Regions from separate parts of the Gossypium hirsutum genome. Here region 1 is linked to region 2. A link is a contact called in public Hi-C data. All regions are on one chromosome and are shown on one strand. Each heading gives the region's core, a stretch centred on a gene start, on an enhancer-like site or on the middle of the called end of the contact. The rest is flanking DNA. Distances are from core to core; before and after follow the strand shown.

Region 1 (4,082 bases), core at 194-2,693, 520 kb after region 2:
GCTCTAGCATTAACAAAACGCCACTGCAACCACCGGTTATGAAGTAGCCTCAACAAATTAGCATCCGAAACTTTGTTCTCCCCAATCTTAAAACCATCACCAACAAAGCTCAAAATCGACAGCCTAGTTACCAAATTATCATCCAAACCATTCCTCAGTCTAGGACTCATTCCCCTCGTTGAAGATGACCCAAGCTTACTCGGTGACGCAGGCCGAACTGGCCCATGAATTGGCGGTAACTGTCCTCTGCTATTCAATACACCGTTTGGAGACGAAAAAGGAGTATCAGCTCCGAACTTGTCTGGTACAATTAGCTTAGTGCGCGCTGTATTTTTCTTAGGAACCGGCGAGCCAGGATGGGACCGGCATACCCGATTAGCAGTCTGTTGCCAGGACCGAGCGGAGACCATTATTCCTGGAGGCCCACGCTTAACGTCTACGTTAGCGGAGGAACTTTGTGAAGAACCTGACGTACTACCAGAAGAAACACTTTCAGTATCAGAAGCAGCGAGACCACGTTGAGCCTTAGATTCAACAGGAGTAACGGCTCTTATATCTCTATTATCAGCCATGAAATCTTGCAGTGGCCCAAGTACATTGCCATTAACAGAACCGTTTAATCTCTTCCTCTCATCGGTGCAAGCCATGCTTCTACTAGCCACCGAGTTGGGTAGCCTTAACCTCGCCGGCCACCGCTCCGTCTTTGAAATTTCGGTTTGCTCTGTTCTTCTCGTTTCCAGCGTCGGTTTGCGCCTCTTGGTGGTTTCTTTCTTTGTGGGGCATGGTGATGGAGCTGGTGTAGCTTTGCTAACCTTGTCAGCAGTGTTATTGTTAGCGTTGTCAGTTTTCAAACGCATAGGTTTATTAGACGGCGGGGTCACCGCATGTCTCCTCTCCACCGGTTGAGACCTCTTAATAGCCGATGAAGTCGTGTGTTTTGTGGAAGAATTTGAGTGGGATGAGGAGGTGGACAAACATTTTCGGGAATTTTGAGGGGGCGGAGGGATGGAATTGTGGGGGTCGGAGGGCAACAAGGGAGGCAGTAGCCCAGTTCCTCCCAGGTGTTTGGGGTTTAGGGTAGCAGCAACCATTGGGGGGGCACTCACAAAATTCAATTCCACAGTCTGATCCTTTAATCTCACTCTCTTCCCAACACCTAAACGTATCTAATCATAAACACCTCCAATTTTATATTGAAAAAAACTGTTGGGATTTAACAGATTTTATTCTTTAAACATAAAAACTCAGAATTTTCATAGAGGAGAGAGTGAGAAGGATGTGGGAAAAGATTAGATTAGATTAGATTAGAGAGCATAAGGGTGGTAATGCTAGGAGTGGCCTATGTAGTATACATTTTGTTTGTAGTATGGAATTTAAAGTGAAGGGAATCCATTGCAGTGGCGGGGTTTTATGGGGATGGATGAGTCGCGTGGAGGAGAGGCAACCTCTGTAGGTCTGTTACTAAACTACTTACACGTGGCTGCCACATTTCTTGTTTCTTCACGAGAAATAACTTTATAAATTCTTTTACCATATTATTTATTTATGGTTCCTACCAAAGTAAATATATCAGTTTTGGAAAAAAGATATGTATTTATTTTTATTTGATAAGAATTATGGATGATGTGGTAAGAAGTAGGGATGAAATCAGGGGGTTAGTAGGGAATGTAATAAATCTAGTAAAATAGAATTTTAAATATTTTTCTTAATTTTTTATTTTATAATTACTATTACAAACATGCGTGGAAGATTTAAGTGATTAAAAGCTCTAATGATTACTCATAGTGCATAGGCTTTAATTGAAGGCTGAAATTGCAATTACAATAGCTATTGTCAACAACTTGAGCAACATTTGGAGTGATTGTATTATGATAACGTATTATAAAATAAGAGAGATGGAGAGAACAAAGAACAAAGAAAATATAAAAGGAATAAAAAAAATATACTTTATTGATCAAATGGATGATTACAATACTTCGTCAGAGTCTCTATTTATAATTCTACTAACTAAGTATATTAAAACTTTATATTGATCATGATGGGCATCCACTTAATAAGATATTCATAACAAAATAAAAATTTATAAAAATCATTAAAATTTATGATAATTATTAGATATTAATTAAAAACCATAAAAGTTTATAAAATTTAGAAAAAAATTAATTTATTAAAATTGTTAGAAATTAATTAAAAACCATATAAATTATTTATTAAATGTTTTTAAAATTATTTTTCTCATTTTTACTAAATTATTTAACTAATATAATTTATTTTTAAGTATATCAAACATTGGAATTCTTTTTTTTTCTTATGCATACTTGAAAGTTCTTCTAAAATGTTATGCCTTCTTAATAATCAATGGCTTTTTTTAATTAATGGTAAGTTGCTATATTTTTATAAAAATGAGAAAAATAATTTTTATAAAATATTTATATTTTTAAATATAGCTTTTAATTAATTTTTAAAAAAATTCTAAATTAAATTTCTAATTTTTAACCATTTTTAATATTTTTTAAAAAAAATTATAAAAACTTTATGGTTTTAATTAGCTTCTAGTAATTATTATAAATTTTAATGATTGTTTTATAAATTTTTATCTTTTTTATAATTCCACGCTTGGACTACCATTTGCTCAAATATATTGTGTACTACAAAATTATGGACTCCACGGAGCGCAAAGGGAGAGATGACGATGAAATAATGAGTCGGTGGTTAAAGAAAGTTTGTATAAAGGAAACAGAGGAAAACCTAGATATTGTGATGGACATAACACTGATTTTTGAAAAGGTCCTATCATGGAGAGACAGGTTGGTGGGAATCGGGCAGATGGAGTAGGAGATTTTGAGATATCGGAAAATGATATTGAATGTTCATTGGTCAATGGCATCCCCTCTATTAAATTTTCTGATCAAGTAAATCAAATTTTAATCAAAGATGTGACATACACAGTAGTAATCAAACTCTTTGGAAGAAGCATCGAGTATTCAACGCTTTATAACAAAGTCTATTTGCTTTGGAAACCCTCTCAACCGTTTCACTTAATGGATGTGGAGAACGGATACTTCCTAGCCAAATTCAAGAACTCGGAAGATTTTGAGAAAGTTTTATGCCAAGGCCTCTGGATCGTGTATGGGCAATATTTAACAGTACAACCATGGACTGTGGTATTTGACCTGGTACAACCATATCCAAGCACGATCATGGCATGGATTTGGATTCCCGAGTTGCCAAGGCACATGTACAAGTGGCAAATCCTGAGGGAAATAAGAGGGCTTATTGGGAAAGTAGAAAAACTGGGTTTTAATACAAATAACGGGGGTTAGGGGATGATTTGCGAAAATGGCAGTGTATGTTAACTTGGACAAAGCCTTAATTTCTCAGGTCATGGTAAATTACGTGGTTCAAAGAATAGAGTATGAATATTTACCTACAGTTTGTTTTTCATGCAGTCACTATGGACACATAAAAGAAATCTATCCTCAACAAGCAACGAAACAGAAGGGATTGGATGAAAGTATCGTGGAAAGAGGGCGAACAAAGGCAATCTATGAACCTACATACAGAAGAAATATCATAAAATTCAAGCTAATATGACCTATAAATGTTAGTCGAGAGACGAGGCCAATGCGTAATGAAGGTAGGCAGGAAGAATGGTGGTGAGGGTTCAGAAGAGGGGACTAGTAGTTCTCAGTTCCAAGTTTTGGGAACCCTAGTTGCGAAAGATAGCAGTCGAGAACAAAGAGATGAGGCTAGGATAGAAATGGACCACAAGAGTTCAAGCCCTTCTAGTTTGGGTACAGGAAGGGTGGGAGAAGATTTGCTCTACCATCAAACTAATGAGCTTAGTCCTTCTTACCAAGAATCAGGTCAACAGAGGTCTGCTGAAGGAATTGGGTTAGAGAATGGCATGACCCAAAAGACAATTAATCTCTTAGTTTCAGACAAAGGGAATAAAGCTATCTCAAAAAACATAAGGCTAGATCAACATAAGCCCAACAGATCTAAGCAGTAGACTAAAAAAGTAGGCCAAATGAGGGTCGGTGTGAGGAATAAGCCCAATCAAAGAACCATGAAAAAGTCAA
Region 2 (3,967 bases), core at 235-2,734:
GATTTAATAGTTGGTATTTATGCGGTTAACACTAAGGGTACGTTTGGTTCACTGTAATGGAATAGAGCTGTAATTGAATAGAGCTGTAATGGAATAGAACTGTAATAAGTAATTCAATTGTTTGGTTGGATGGAATGGAATAGAACTGTAATAGAATTCTTGTGTTTGGTTGGAATGGAATGACGTTGTAATAGAATAAGAAAAAAAACTAAAATGACCAGAATACCCTTAGTTGAATTTTTTTAAGTAAATGATTATTATTATTATTATTAAATTTTAATAAGATTATTATTAAAAATAATTTAATAAAAATAATAAATAATTTAATCATATTTTACTATAATTATTACTAAATATAATTTAATAAAATTCTTAATATAATTATTATTATATGAATTAAAAAATCATAATATAATTTATGAGTTAAGTAATAATTTTAATCGATACTTTGCTTTCCTTTGAGATGCATCTTTCTTTGTATAATAATGTATCATACTTGTTGAGTAATTGCTACTTTCTAGGAAAATAGTAGACCAGAACAATAAACCCATTGAACACCTGGCATTCTATCTATTGGAATCATATTAATTTAGGATTAATCTCAAATATTGAAATGCATGAAGGATTCTCATGACATTCTCAAATTGATGGACGTCAAAATTTTTAAAATACAACCAATTAAACCAGAATTGCTTAGTTTTGGCCTCAGTAAGCATTGCAACTGAACAACCAGCAACATTATGACATTTTTAGTCCATCCTCAATGGATGCAAAGAACTTTTGCAGCTATGGACCTAGCTATTAGCATGTTGTTCAACCAAAACTCTCAGTTCCATTCAAGTTAACTTCTTCAGACAGGATAATAGTAACCTAATGCTAGAAGTATCAGCACCACTAGTGCAGCAGGTGCGGCCCATGTCCAGTAGTTGGTTGACTTCTTACATCTCAGGATGGCTCTTGAAAGCACCTCAGGTCCTTTAGTTCGATTTTTGTACCAAATAGCATTCCCCTTTTGTGCTTTATCCTTCACTGAAATAGGAGCAGGAACAGGTGCTTCAGCACTAGCATCAACCTTCTCTGATTCTGAAGCTTCAGCCATGGGTTCAGTTGGTTCCTCGGGATTTATAGTATTCGTAGATGCTGCTGCTTTCTTCTTTGCTTTCTTCTCACGCTCCTGAAAGGAAAAAAACATCAAAAGAATTCAGTTTTAACCCGCACCACTTATAAAGAAGCAAAACAAGAGAAGAAGTAAATAATTTCCTTGAGCTTCTTTTCAGCTTCCTTTTGAGCTCTTATAGCTTCTTTGGTAGCTTCTTTGGTAGCTGCTTTTTCAGCCTGCTTCTTCTTCCTTTCTAAAGCTTGCTTTGCTTTTGCAATTTCCTCTTCTCTCTTCATTTCTTTCTGTTTTGCAGCATCAACTTCCTTGTTTGAAGATCCAGAGATCTTGTCTGCTACAACATTCTCTGGAGAGGATTTTGACTCCATTGCTTTGGTCTCAGCATCTTTCTAGCCCTTTTTGGTGTTTAGTACCTGGTTGGGGAGAGGATTTGGCTTCTTCCTTTGGTTGTTTCGCACCAGGTTTTGGAAGTGCTTCAGTTCCCGTATGTACTGTTATCTCTGGTAGAACTAATGGCTTCTCATCAGGATTCCTTATCCGACCATCCCTGCTTAATAGTCGAGTGTCCAGGGATTTCAGAATTCTTATAGGCAGCATAGGCCAAAATGTTGCCTTCAATTCTTTATAGATATTAGCCGAGGATTCAAAACGCAAGAACCCCAAAACTACATAATATATACTGTTCTAGATTGCAGCCCAAACTGTTTGATCAAAGATAACTTTTGCTGGAACCACCCACCAGTCATCGAAAGGAAACAGAGCCTGGAACTCAAAGTGTTTCATTGCTCCATGGAAAAAAAAACGACTCAAAGCAGCAAAACATATAAACTATGAACCACAAGTATTACCTCACAAAACTGGTAATAATAATGAGAAAGGGATCTATGAAGAGTAAATCCAACAAGGCCCGATCTGAAGGCTTTCCTTCATAACACTACACACAGGCTATACAATATGAGCTGAATGCAATATATGTTTACGTTTAAAGGATTAATAGAGAGGGTGGAGAAGAGAGAGAAACTACTTGTGCAATCTAATTTCCTATTGAATAGACTATCCCACTTATTGCCATTTTGGCTATCACTAGTTTGGCTTTAAGAGCTTGTTCGTATGCAATCCAATTATGTTCTGGAACATATTGGAGTACCTCATAAAGTGTCCATCCCTGTTAATCATTCATAAGAATCAAATAAATACTGAGATAGGAAAAAAATAATATTGTAGCATTTAGATTTCACTTCATTTTATTTTGAGGACTCCAGCTTTCACTTGGTTTTTGAAAGCTAATCTGCATAAACCTCAAATTTCCAGGAAAGCACAAATCATAAATAAAGACCCCCTTTTTCTTTTACAAGCAATGTTTCAGATTTCATGGTTAGTTTAGAAAGTTATAAACACCTCAACAATTTTCAAGATTAAAATCATAAAATGACGAATGAAAGAGATTAACCAACTCTAGCACAGAGAGAAGTGAAACCAAGGAAAACTACTACCAAGCAAAAATACCCTTCTCAAAACAAGAGTATACCAAAAGAAAGCTCTTTTGAAACGAATCATTATTCAACTCTAAGTAAAACAGGAAATAGAATTAAAATGCAAAAAAAAAATTGAAAAACCTAGGAGATAACTTGCATGCCAATAATCATGATCAATTGTAAGCAACTTGGATACAACAAACGTGTCAAATCCAAGAACGATAGAGGCATTGATTGCTCTACTACTCAACTTCTCGACATCATCATGGCTATCACCATCATCATCGTGACCACCTCCAACCTCTGAAGAAGAAGCCTTCAAAGTTTTGGAGCCATTTGGGAACAAAAGTTTCTTAGGTTTATGGGAATGACTGTTCTTCTTTGAAGCCAATTCTTTGTCCTCTGTGACTGATTGAATGACCTAATCTGCACTTCTTGGTAACTTTCTTTGGAGCCCAGAAATTAATAAGCAAACAAAACTCTGCGGAAGAGAAATTGGAAAAGAAAAGTACCAAGAAGCGCTCGTGCCAAGTCAATTTGCTACCCTGTAGTTGAAACTGCAGAAAGGAGATAGATGATGAAACAATGAAAGAAGATGATGTGAAGGAAGAAGAAGCAAAAATGTTTACCTGACCTTGGATGAAGGGGAGGAATGCCGGAGTCGAAGGGTATGTGAAATGGCTGCTGATTGAGAGTGTTTTTGACGTGAAATTTTGGTAAGGGTAGAATAGGTTTCTTCAAGCAACGAATCGGTAAACGGTGAAGAAGGCACGGAATAGAAATCCCCAAGAATCTCTGTTTAAGCCCGGAATGGAATCCACCCGTAATAGGGTATTACGTTGAACCAAACGCCAGTTTAAGTGGGCCTGAAAAATAGGTTAGTAATAAGCATGTAATGGTTTAGCTATTACCTTCAACCAAACATGCTGTTAAGCTTTATGCAGGAGTGTTGATTAGCATCTTCAACCAATGGCGGAGGATATAAAAGTTTTGAACAACGCGCAACCACTGTGCCTCTCTACTACTCATTATCAACGTCTAAACATAAGATACGGTTTACTCTTAATCAAACTGCCTAAAACTTGTATTCTACTAAAATTAACATTCACAACGGAAATAGAAAGAATAAAACAGTATTCGCTATAGTTTACATATAAGTAGTAAATGAAATGTAATGGGATTAAAAATAACATATTGGATAAATTATTCAACATAATTTTAGAGGAAAAAGCAAAATTAAGTAAATATGCATAAGATAATAAGAAATATAATATAATTAACTGTTAGAAATGTGGTCATTCTTTTGCATCTTCAATTCCAAGTCAAATATATTTTATGGAATTTTTTAAGGTAAAAACAGTGAATTCATAAATAG

The links. Hi-C and Micro-C count contacts between places; a contact is called where the count stands out from the background.
Region 1: a Hi-C map of leaf shows a contact between it and region 2, with 2.9 times the contacts expected there. The contact joins the promoter of LOC107951415 here to the promoter of LOC107951419 in region 2. A contact is called at or near these places in 2 of 34 Hi-C or Micro-C datasets (both in leaf).

What each region holds. Positions count from the first base shown.
Region 1 is chrA02:21,037,317-21,041,398 of Gossypium_hirsutum_v2.1, forward strand. It overlaps LOC107951415 (QWRF motif-containing protein 2), which reads right to left and starts at 1,444. Exons shown (of 6, transcript XM_016886466.2): 1 at 1-1,444. The coding sequence starts at 1,091.
Region 2 is chrA02:20,518,618-20,522,584 of Gossypium_hirsutum_v2.1, forward strand. LOC107951419 (proton pump-interactor 1) reads right to left here and starts at 1,485. Exons shown (of 2, transcript XM_041083508.1): 1 at 1,279-1,485; 2 at 851-1,174. The coding sequence starts at 1,485. The coding sequence ends at 851. It also overlaps the pseudogene LOC107952273.